3 separate regions of the Mus musculus genome follow, and regions 2 and 3 are each linked to region 1. The links are chromatin contacts, called in public Hi-C maps. All regions are on one chromosome and are shown on one strand. Each heading gives the region's core, a stretch centred on a gene start, on an enhancer-like site or on the middle of the called end of the contact. The rest is flanking DNA. Distances are from core to core; before and after follow the strand shown.

What was found. A called contact is a pair of places that touch in the nucleus more often than the background predicts.
Region 2: a Hi-C map of liver shows a contact between it and region 1, with 1.9 times the contacts expected there. The contact joins two enhancer-like sites. A contact is called at or near these places in 1 of 15 datasets of contacts at CTCF or cohesin (pro-B cells), 7 of 484 Hi-C or Micro-C datasets (CD4 T cells, ECoMG myeloid progenitors, Sertoli cells and 3 more) and 2 of 115 datasets of contacts at active chromatin or transcription factors (embryonic stem cells and large pre-B cells).
Region 3: a contact with region 1 is called in a Hi-C map of epidermal suprabasal cells, with 4 times the contacts expected there. The contact joins two enhancer-like sites. A contact is called at or near these places in 3 of 484 Hi-C or Micro-C datasets (CD4 T cells, epidermal suprabasal cells and gonadal supporting cells).

Annotation. Positions count from the first base shown.
Region 1 is chr15:96,544,977-96,549,123 of GRCm38.p6, forward strand. No RefSeq gene overlaps it. Among named protein-coding and RNA genes, the nearest start is that of Gm32457, 35 kb to the right of the region's middle. Within about 2 kb of position 2,460, at least 74 of the 459 cell types and tissues checked have an H3K27ac peak or open chromatin away from gene starts, as enhancers often do. A contact at or near this core is called in epidermal suprabasal cells and liver, where this site is marked.
Region 2 is chr15:96,856,474-96,860,469 of GRCm38.p6, forward strand. No RefSeq gene overlaps it. Among named protein-coding and RNA genes, the nearest start is that of Gm32677, 20 kb to the left of the region's middle. Within about 2 kb of position 1,463, at least 10 of the 459 cell types and tissues checked have an H3K27ac peak or open chromatin away from gene starts, as enhancers often do. A contact at or near this core is called in liver, where this site is marked.
Region 3 is chr15:96,877,264-96,880,998 of GRCm38.p6, forward strand. No RefSeq gene overlaps it. Among named protein-coding and RNA genes, the nearest start is that of Gm32677, 41 kb to the left of the region's middle. Within about 2 kb of position 1,723, at least 21 of the 459 cell types and tissues checked have an H3K27ac peak or open chromatin away from gene starts, as enhancers often do. A contact at or near this core is called in epidermal suprabasal cells, where this site is marked.

The DNA.
Region 1 (4,147 bases), core at 1,210-3,709:
AATAAAAAGTCAAACATGGAATGGAATCTTTGTTGTTTGGGGTTTTCTGTTTTGTTTTGTTTTCTCATGTACTTACAAAAACTAAAATCAAATCTGATGTTCCAGAAATGATAAAGGTCCTTTTACTCCCACTGCTAACCAGTTGTGTTTGAACATGATTCTGATTCAAGTTTTGCCAACAGACACAAAACAGCAAAACAAACAAACAAACAAACAAACAACCCACCTGCTGCAGAACCCTAGTGAGAAAGGCATTGCACCGTCTCAGAGATTAACCATCAAGTGAAACTGTCGAGTTTGCATCGCACACGACATTCACACTCAAAGAAAACCAACCTTAGCAGCCCAAATCAAAAGAAGTCATCATCTAAGATGAGCCAAAAACGCAAAAACGTTTAATAGTGAACAGAACGTTTTGTTCTTCTCGTTCTGCAAGATCATTCAAGCTTGAGTTCTGAGAAGGTGTCAAAGTGTTCCTCGGACGCAACTCTCAGGGCCACACAATTGGAGTAGGAGACCAGAGAATTACCTAGCCTAGTAGAAGCACGTACCACATTGTGTGAATTTTCCTGGGAAGATGTGATCAAATATCTATCCATCCTTATAGGGCACCAACTTCAGGCCAAAGTAGCAAATCCCTCCAAATCTAGCTCGGGCTACCACAATGAGTTTGCTTGGCTTGCATGCAGGAGCACGGGTGAGGGAATTCTCACAGGACATGTGATCCGTCCCAACAGAGCTGATTGTCATAACCCCCCTGCTCCCACCCCCGCTTGGGTGATTCCCTCCGCACAGCTGCAGAGGTGGGCTTCCCCTCCACATCCAAGCTGTGCAGATTCTAGCACCTAATAGGATCGTGCCTGAACTGCGAAAGTGGACGGAAGTAAGTATGCACATGTCTCTAACAAACGCCGAACACTCACATAAGAAATCCAGGTGTACTGTTTTGATTCAGTCAGAAGGTGTCGTACTAGTGAGGAAAAGCTTTTGACGGAGAACTGTTGTATGTAACCAGGTAGGAAAATGCCTGATCAGAGAGAGTCCTGATCATAGCTAGCACCACTTGCTCCACCCTAAAGGAATACATTGGATGGTTGGAAGAGCCCCTGGTTTACTCTGCCTTTACGTATTAGCATTGGCCTGAATCGTTTCGTTTGGTTTTGCTTTGTTTACCGAGACAGGGTTTCTCTGTGTAGCCCTGCCTGTCCTGGACTCGATTTGTAGACCAGGCTGGCCTCGAACTCAGAGATCCTCCAGCCTTGCCTTCCGGGTGGAAGGTTTAAAGACCGGTGCCACCACCTAAGTTCCCGACTGACAGCTGTAAGTCTTTGCCTGAGCACCTAGCTGTAAATCGCTGGCGTTGAAAAGCTTGGAACAGGAAGGGCAAAACTCCTCCATTGCGCTCTCAGCTGAGCGTAGCCATCTTTAAACCCTTTCATCACCCCAGAAGGAAGCTTCGACCCAGAAAGCAGTCAATACCACTCACCTTCTCAGATTTTAGCAGCCATCAGCCTAGCCTGCCGTCTCTGCAAGCTGGCCAGTTCTAGACATGCTGTGTAAATGGTTCCGTATTGTCTGTGGCCTTTTGACTGTCTTTTTCCACTTGGCATGAGTGAAGGCTGTGGTGATTTCAGGGTTCATCCACTCTAGAGAGTCAACACTTCCTTTCTATTATGGCCATGTAGCAACCCATTGGATGGGCATTGGGAGTGTGTCCACTCGGGTGTGAATAGCATTGCTGGAGACATTCGTGCACGTGTTTTTGTTTCTCTGACATACAGAGATGGGGCACTGCTGGGTCTCGTAGGGAGCCCATGCTCAGTCATTTGAGATGTGTTCTAAACTTGCTATACATTTTGTGCTCCTACCAGCAACGTTGGAGGCATCCATTCCCCCTTATCGGGGCCTGCTATTTTTTTTTTTAATTTTAGACCTATTTATAGATTTGAAATGGCACCTCTCTTAAGTTTGAGAAGGGCTTTTTTGTTGGTGGGATTTTTTTTTTTTTTTTTGGTTTTTCAAGACAGGGTTTCTCTTTATAGCCCTGGCTGTCCTGGAACTCACTTTGTAGACCAGGCTGGCCTCAAACTCAGAAATCCGCCTGCCTCTGCCTCCCGAGTGCTGGGATTAAAGGCATGCGCCACCACGCCCGGCTTGGTGGGATTTTTTTTAATGTACATGGGTGGTTTTTAGATGATGTTTTTACACTTTTACTTACTCAAGAATCAAGAAAAGTAAGGCCTGAGGAAGGATGTGAGGATTTGTGTGTGTGTGTGTGTGTGTGTGTGTGTGTGTGTGTGTGTAAGAAAGCTGCCAGAACCCAGATAAATGAACTGCTATCTTAATCCCATGCTCCTGGAAAGCCAAGAGCGTGTACCTCTCTTGTCGGGACTGGAAGGACACAAATTGATTGCCCAATTAGGGAAAGGTTTCAGGAAGGTGAGTAAGGTTTCTATGTTCCTGCCCTGATTACTCAACAGGCTTGGTTAACAGGCTAAATGGGTTCAGGGCCTGCGAGCTGGGGGCAGGAGACTGTGGCTAAGTACTGCTGGACAGATGCCAAAAACAATTTTAAAAAAAATAAAATAAAATAAAATAAGGCAACAAGGCAAAACTGCTCAAGCATCCAACGCCATCCAGAACAAGGCTGACACGCTGGGGCTTGCCGTTTACATCATAGTGAAGCAATTACAATATACATAGTTTCTTGTTATGGGTGAGGGGCCGTTTGTGAGCCAAGTAGTACCTCTCAAATTACACCCCCCCCCCAGAATCTGCAAATTCATACAGGCAATGGATTAATATGGAAAGAAGGTTAGATCTGGTCCTCGTGCTGGGTGCTAAGGAAACCAGCTGTCCTCGGCATAGGGGATTTTTTCCCCACACTTGTTCAGGCCTGGAAAACTTCAAATAGCCCTCGTTTTCACTGGATCTTTTGCTCTCTGGCATTGCTCACACAGCCCAACAGCTTCTGATGTCATGGCGCAACACTGCCGGTCCTCTGCCAAGAGCCCTTGCTGAGGGCACGCTTCACCCGTCAGAACCCAGCTTTTACTGTTCTTGGCATCCGTCGAAAGCAGTTGCCTGTGTGAAAGTAACTCTTCTTTAAAACACGCAGCGTGCCTGCCTTTCATACAATGGCGTTGTCACGGATTCTCTGGGGCAGCTGAGCCTTGGCCTCCTGGGACAGAACGCACAAGAGCTTGGGCTGCCTTTGAACTCTAAGGACAATGGGATTTGAGCTTTTACCCAGCCTTTAAAAAAAAAAAACAAAACAAAACAGCAATCTGTTCTAAACAGTGGCTTAGTATTTGCTGGGTAGCGTTCTCTCGTTACCTTTTCCCGTTAGCTCAGAAGAAACAAGGGCTCTGGGCCCACACTTGAAGTCATTGTGGTAGTAACAGGGTGACCTTCACTGTGGACCTACTGTGTGACACACGCACTGGACTAGGCAATTCACAACAGACAATCCAGCCCCCTTTATTCCCTTCAACTGCTCCATGGGGAGACCAGCTGCTTCATTCCTTATCCATAGATGAGGACGCTGAGTCAGAAAACGCAGGAAGCCCAAGCTCACTTTGCTTTTAAAATGATAAAGGCCTCCTACTCAGTGTGAGTCAAATCTGAACCACAATCCCTGCCACATACACTGTCCCCAAGACAAGGTCTTGTGGGGACTCCTACACACACGTGCCTGCAGACACACACTCGCATACCGCTCTGCTCTCCACCGCCCAGGACACCGGAGCACTGAGCTCACTGAGAGACGTCCACTGAGTCTCTCCAAAAGAAGAGATTCTGAAGATGGCTCCAGACGCCCTGTGCGATGCTGGTGGTCCAGACGCACTGCTGTGTCCTATTGCTCTCTTAACCTAAGAACAAAGCTCTACTTCTGTCCCCTTTACCTGGGGACTGTGCTCCAAAAGGGAGGCCCGGGGCAGGCCGGGGTCGGATCGGTACGCTCTGTGTCTCTTTGGTGGGGAAGCAAGCTCTGTCTCTCTCTCTCTCCATTCTCATTTCCTGTAGTGGTTTAAGGACAGGCTGTTTGGAGGAAACTGCAGCAAGGGCTTGTGGCAAAGTGTCTTCTGTAGACATTTGGTCATCTCTTCATGCACCAAGCAAGATGGCCCTCTCTTCCTAAACTCTC
Region 2 (3,996 bases), core at 213-2,712, 310 kb after region 1:
CATATGAAACAGAAACAGTCATGGTCTCTAGGACTCCAGAGTATGGGGTGCTGAGGCTATGCCAACGGATAGCTCAGTGTTGTGTAAAAATGCCACAGTTACAGCAGGCAGAGAGTGGTGCAATTCCAGGTGAAGGGGGTGCTGTGGAGGGGTAACAGAGCCAAGATGGTGGATGTTCGAGTTGTAATTAAAGAGCAAATAGAGATATTTGCCTAGAGGACAGTGGGAGAAGTAGTCACGGAAGGGGGTAGCCTGGGCAAAGGGCACAGTCCTAAGGAGGAGCTTGTGGGTAGGGTGTGAGGGGTCATAGGGGGTAATGCTCAATGGTGTCACTGATAGACCCTCACCCTCACTCATGGGGGCAGTTCTGACCCAGAAAAGGGCCTGACTAGACTTTGGTGATTGACAGATGACTCTAGACATCCTGAAGCTGCTGCGCTGGAGGGAGGCGTGCAGAGACTCATGGGTAAGGAGAGCAGATCACCACTGTGACTGTACCACATGTAAGCACACACTGCTCCCTTCGCTGTGGAGTGGGACGGGGCTGCGTAAATGCTGTGTCTACACTGAGCACAGGTCTAAGATGTTCAGTTGGCTCTTTTTTTTTTTTTTTAAGACTGGGTCTTGTGTGGTTACAAGGCTGGCCTTGAACTTGCTGTGTAGGCAAGGATGGCCTTAAACTCATAATCCTCATGTTTCTGCCTCTAGTGTGATGGGATTACAGGCGTACATTTAGGTCTTATGATATAATTCAAAGCCTCAGAAAGCCAGGAAAACCTATTAAGACAAGGGAAGTCAGACACGGAGCAGTTTTTGGTTTCTTTGTGTACACATGTTATTTTTCTACATTCAGGCCAAAAGCTTTCAGGTTATTATTAGCCCATTTGAACATCTCACCAACATAAGGCTAATAACAATGTGAACTTGATTTTACTTTATGCACATTGGTGTTTTGCTTGCATGTATGTCTGTGTGAGGATGTCGGATCCCCTGGAGTTACTGACAGCTGTGAGCTGCCATGTGGGTGCTGAGACTTGAACCCAAGTTCTTTGGAAGAACAGCCAGTTCTCTTAACCACTGAACTATCTCTCCAGCCCCAACAGCGTGAACTTGTGTTAAACCCACTCTAACTGGGATTTAAGGAAGGCATTTCTAAAGGAATTCTCCAACAGGGCAAATGAGAAGGTTCAATTTCACTAAAAACCTGGACTTGATACATACATTTAGTTGTAGTTTTACAAATATGTTTGACAACCAAGCCCTAAAGACACATTTTGACTAAAGATTCCTTTGTCCTCAAAAGAAGGAAGGAAGGGAGGGTGCTGTTAAATCCAGGAGCTATTTTTTTCTGTTTTTGCTCTCACCTTCGCCATTTCTGTGGCTGAGACTCTGAACAGGGAGTGCTGGGGCAGATCCCCTCTAGCAATCCAACCAGGTCAAGGGTAACAGGCAGACAAGGAAAAACAAACATTTAAAGGCAACAATGTTGCAGAAATGAAGCCGGTGGGAGGGGTAAGCCAGACTCTTTTACTTTGACTGTGAGATAACGTCCTAACAGGTGCTGGGACTTAGGTCAACATTATTAATAGAATGGAAATTCTAATGGGAGCAGCAGAGTGATCCTGGGAGCTAAGCACTAAGACCCTGGTAAGGAGCAAATGGTCTCAAATATCCCCTTGTCACAGAAGGGGTCCTCGTCGCCAGCTACACCTCCCTCTCCTACCTCATTTACCTCAGTGTTAGGCATCACTTTATCCTGCCTTGAATGCTGTTTGGTTTAACTGGAATCTACCAACATACTTACCTACCTCGTCCCTCTATTGGGGTTGCTGCTGGTGTAGCATAGAAAGGCCTTTGAAACAAGCTGGTATGTTACTCCAAATATTTCCCAGCATCTAAGGCTTCTAGATAGCAGTTACCCATTGGAATGGCAGGTGAGGAGTGCTGGCTCCCGACAGCTTAGATTTCTGACTCTGCCTCTTAGGCATGTGGCCCAAGGATAGTTCTATCCTTCTCTGTCTGACTTTCTCCCAGCACATGAATGATGAACTTCTGCGGTTGTACTTTGATTTTTTATTTATTTTTGAAACATGGCTTCAGTCTTAGCCCAGGCTGGTAAGAACTCAGTACATAGCACAGGCTGGCTTAGAACTTTTGGCAATCCCTCTGTCTCAACCATTTGAGTTCTGGAATCACAGAGTTGACCCACCTTATCTGGCTTGAATGATGTACTTTTAAAACCCATAAAATGTGACTTCTGTTGTCTACTACTTAATATTGGGCCGCTACTGTTAACATGCGTTCACAGTTTCAAGATTATTACAAATGGGAAACTTCCTCCAGCTCATACCTGTGAGTGGCTCACCTTATTTTAACAGAGTAGAGCCAAGATAGTCTACAGAATCAGCAGTGTGATGGCTGAAGAGACCAAAGAACGAGCCATGGTTAGACTCCCCAATAAATGGTGAAGATGGGAGTGGTTTCTCACATGGCCTGTCAAGTTCACCCAGGACACATGGGTCTTCATTTGGATTAGAAGCATGTGTGTGTGTGTGTGTGTGTGTGTGTGTGTGTGTGTGTGTGTGTGTGTGTGTGTGTATAAGCACTATGAACAACGTGGGTGCACTATGGGCAGTATGGGAGCACTATGAGCAATGTGAGAGCACTATGAGCAATGTGGAAGCACTATGGGACTTGTGAGAGCACTATGGGAAGTATGGGAGTACTATAGACAAAGTGGGAGCACTATGGGATATGTGGGAGTACTATGGGCAATGATACACACGCAGGAGGGCAGCTTTCAAGGTGGATTGTTCTGGAAGGAGAAAGTGAATGAAAGCTGGGAGGGACTGGTGAGACTGTGGTGCTAAGCCCTGAACACTGTGCTAAAGGAGCTGGATAAGGTTCAGAAAGTAATGGTTCAGCCCCTGAAGAAACTATTGAAACTATTTAGGGCAGCACAGGGGCATATTTCTGTTTTAGAAAATCCACATCAATGGGGAACCTGCTGGATGGTAGGGATCGAAGGAGGAGATAAGAGCAGAGTTAAAAGGCTTTAATGCTATTTTAAGGGAAAACACGATATGGGCCTGAGTGATTACAGCAGAGACAGGGAGGGAAGATTGACCACGGCTGTGTCCATTGGACAAGGTCATCAGACTGAAGATCACATCCACTCTAGAGAAAAAGGAGAAACAATGTCTAAGGCATGTGCCTACTCTGAGCAACTAGATAATATTAGGAAGCAGACACACAGTGTCTCACTCAAAGAAATTCACTGTTGAACAGGAGAGGGACAAACAATTTTTTAAAAGAGCGCACAGCATGGATTAGGATTGGGGAATTTTCAAGCCTGTGTTACGTCTGTGGCAGTCTGCAGAGTGCTTTGCACATGCCTTTCCTCTGTATGTTTATGCCAATCTGTAAACATAGCCTCTCCCAGTCATCACCTGTGAGTGGGTATGGAGCCTTGGCAGGATTTTTGAGGCCCTAAGTGACTTTCCCTCTGGATTTAGCTTTCTTATATATATTATATATTTTGAAGCCCAAGGAGCTACATCAAAAATTCATCCTTTCCTTTACAAAATGTAACCTCTTATTCCAAAGAAGAGGCGCGTGCAAACCGTCACTAGTCATTTGTCCACAAAGAGTCCCTGTCTTGGGTCTGGTCTTGTGCACAGGACAAGGAACGGATGAAATTTCTGTTATCAGGGAGAAGGGAAAAGAAGTACAGACTACATGGGGTTAACCATTATGGAATATTGTTGGAAAATCAGTTCAGATGACTTAGTAAGTTTTAGGCAGATAGAAACTTAATTCATAAGGGTTTTGTTTGTTTGTTTGTTTTTGGGTTTTTTTTTTTCTTGTTTTTTGTTTTTTTGAGACAGGGCTTCTCTGTATAGCCCTGGCTGTCCTGGAACTCACTTTGTAGACCAGGCTGGCCCCGAACTTAGAAATCTGCCTGCCTCTGCCTCCCGAGTGCTGGGATTAAAGGCG
Region 3 (3,735 bases), core at 473-2,972, 330 kb after region 1:
CCAAACGTTAATTATTTGTGGCACACGAGGCTGCTGGCATTTTGTGATATAAACACACCAGTCAGTGAGCCTGCACTTGGATTTTTTTTTTTAAAGTCAAGTTGAAGCTGGTCAACTTTGTGTCAAGTATAGCAAACAGATCTCTGGAATCTGGCGATGGTTTCGAAACCATTTCATGCGCATGAATTTAATTTACTGAGGCATAATTGTAGGCTGCCTCTCTAGCATCTGCCATGCAGCAGAGGGGGGCGTGTGTGTGGAAATCTCTTCAGGAAGCAGTATGGCAGTGTGAGGCTTGTAGACTGGTACCTACGTGTTTAAAGAGGCCACATTTTTGGGCTTGTCATCGCTTATGAATAATAGCCACGGTATATTGTAAAGTCCATACCATTGGCCGACTGCTCCAACTTGTTTTCTAATGAGTCTGAGGTTTAATTTGTTTACATTGCTTCAGTGGATGCCCTGGCATTGATAGAGAGGAATAACGCACATAAAGGAAGAGAAAAACTGAAGGCAGAAAGACAAAGGGAGGCAGACTGTCCGGGTCCTTGTCACCGGGAAGCCTCCTGTGCTGTTTCTGACCTACATGCAGGGAACTGACAGTGGTGTTGAGGGAAGTGCTCAAGGAGAAGTTATTTGTTGGAACAATCCCTGTATGGTATGTCTTAGCATTCGAGAATCTTCTAGAAGACACTTGGAGTATACAAACAGGAGAAGCGCTTGACTACTGATCGGCATTTAGCCACAACTATGCCAGTCTCCTAGTCATGGGGAAGACTGACTGCCAAGTTCCAGGCCGGTTCTACCCCCGGTCGAGTCCTTACATGCTTCTGTGAAGCTTAGGCAAGATTTCATTTTCTCATGATTCATAGAGCTCACTGTTCGATGGCACACGATATATATTCCCCTCAAGGAGAAGATGACACAGCCCAACAGGTTTCATGGAAATCCAGAATGGGAGTCACATATTAAGCAGTCTTAATCCAAGCAATTGTTACTAAATTTGTAATGGTGTAACTTTGTAGACATGGACATCCTGCTGTTGGGTTTCTAAACTTTGTTCTCAGAAGTCTGCCTCTGTCCTATGCTTGTCCACCTTTACCCAGCAGAGCTGTGTGTGAGATAGGGGTGGGGGTGGGGGAATGGGGTGGATTCATGCTTTTCTTTTTTTTTAAAGATTTATTTATTTTATTTTATGTATATGAGTACACTATAGATGTACAGATGATTGTGGGCCACCTCCATGTGGTTGTTGGGAGTTGAGTTTTTAGGACCTCTGCTCTCTCTGGTCGAACCCGCTCGCTCAGTCCCTGATCGCTCCAGCCCAAAGATTGATTTATTATTACACATAAGTACATCATAGCTGTCTCCAGATGCACCAGAAGAGGGTGTCGGATCTCATTACGGATGGTTGTGAGCCACCATGTGGTCGCTGGGATTTGAACTCCAGATCTTCAGAAGAGCAGTCAGTGCTCTTAACCGCTGAGCCATCTCTCCAGCCTGGATTTCTGCTTTTCATGTTAATCTGTACGAAAATTCACCTTCATAAAGTCTGTTTCCTCCTCCTCTTCCCTTTCCTCTTCTGGCATCAGGCTCTGAGAGCATTCATTCATCCTTGTGTGCCTGCAAGCTCATTATTTATTTCTTCCAGACTGTCACCATTCACAAAATCTCGAGGGTGACGTAAGCAAATTCACTGAATCACTGGTGAAAACCGGTGTAGAAAGCAGGGCAAAGGGAAGCCTGTGGCACGCCTCTGGTGCCTGCCCTTCTGGAACCTTCTCTCTGTGGGTGCAGTTGTTGAACAGCTTAAAGATCATTTATTCAAGAAACACTGGCTGCTGCCTGAACTGGGCTTTGTGGAAGGAAGCTGACCTTGTCCCTGAATCTAAATAGCCCTAAGGAGCAAGGCAGACAAGCCCAGTCACAGCCTCTTCACAGCTCCTTTTGGTTTGCTGACAACTATATGTTCTGACATGGAGGTTTATTAAATTAAAAATAACTTATAGCAAAACATAGATGAAATAAAAGCAAAAGGTATTTGGTGAACATTTTACAGTTTAGGCCACTTGGGAGCTTACACATGAAAAAACAACATTGAATGACCCCCAAAGACAAAAATTCTGTTCTTTTTTTCTTTAGATATTATCTTACTGTATAGGCCAAGCTAGCCTATAACTCACAGTCCTCCTGAGTCAGCCTCTGAGATGCCGGAATTACAGGTGCATGCCATGACGCTCGGCTTCTCTATTTACTCTTGAAGAGTTTCAAGTGCCCAAGAAATACCTCATCTATGTTTGAGGGGGACGAGCAGGCGATGACTGGAGAGGAGACAAGGCAAAGACTGACATAAATGGTTTGTTTATCTACCTGGCTGCATTCCTTATTTCAATCTGTCAATCTCTGGGTCCACGTCAGGTACTCTATGCTGATTTGGATCGAAATAAATAAACTGTGAGTGAAGCAAGACCAAAGTATTAATATTAATAGCAAAAAATATCCACTTTGTGCTATTAATATTTCAAAAATATTAGAAACAGATCATTAAATTACCTAAAAAATCCTACTACAATTTGGACTATAGCTGCATTAAAATATTGGCTTTCCCAATTCAATATTGTATTTTGTTGCTTTTTGTTAATACTTGTTTACTGCATATGAATTTACGCATGTGAAGGCCACTTGTGAAGGCCAGTCTTCTACTATATGGGTCTTAGAAATAGAAATTGTGTCGTCACGCCTCTTAGCAAGTGCCTTTACCTGCTGAGCTATCTCCCTGGCTCCCATATCAGTATTTTGACCAGGAACGTGATATAATACTCATGTCATTGCCGAACAGAGGAGAAGCCATGCCGTCTTTGGGACTGTGTAACTAAGAGAAGCCATGCCGTCTTTGGGACTGTGGTGGCCATGTCTGCATAGGAGAGGAAAAGCAGACACGGTAGGACAATCATTCAGTTGTGCAACTGGTGTTTGAAGTGTCCACGTGATATCAAGCAGAGATGGTACTGATCTGGGTGTTGGCACTGAGACTAGAAGACCAGGCCAGCCAGCCTTCCTGTCTGGCCTGTTGGTGTCTCTGGAAGTACGGACAGGCTCATAGCAAGAACAGATAGAACACGGTGAATGAGCTTGCATGTGCTTGCCCTCATTTGCTTTCTGTGGCTGTGATAAACACCATGACCAGACGCGACTTGGGCGAGGAAAGGGTTTGATCGTCTCACACTTCCACTGCACATTCCGTCACTGGGTAAATTCAAGCAGGAACCTTTGCAGAGAGAGACTATGGAGGGATGCTGCTTACTGCCTTCCACCCAGGTTCATGCTTAGATTCTTTTCCTATACAGCCCAGTCTCATCTGTCTAGGGATGGTGTTGCCCACAGTGGGCTAGGCTCTCTTCCATAATTTGCCATCAAGAAAATGCCCCCACAAACATGCCGACAGGCCAAGGGGATGGAGGCAGCTCTTCAACTGAGGTTCCTTCCCGAGTGTGTCAAATTTACAAGTTCAGGCCTCGTAGTGCTGATTTGAAACTTTCCTACAGTTTTCTCTTGCTGTTGTTGTTGTTGTTGATAGTGACACAGTTGTGGGAAAATAAAGCTTACCACTAGAGCCATTGTAACCGGTATGTCACAGCCATGGTGAGTACGTGTACACAGTTGTGTGCTATTACAGCCGTCTCCAGAGGCACACACATATTCAGCATACAGCTGCATATTTTGCTTGCAGAAATA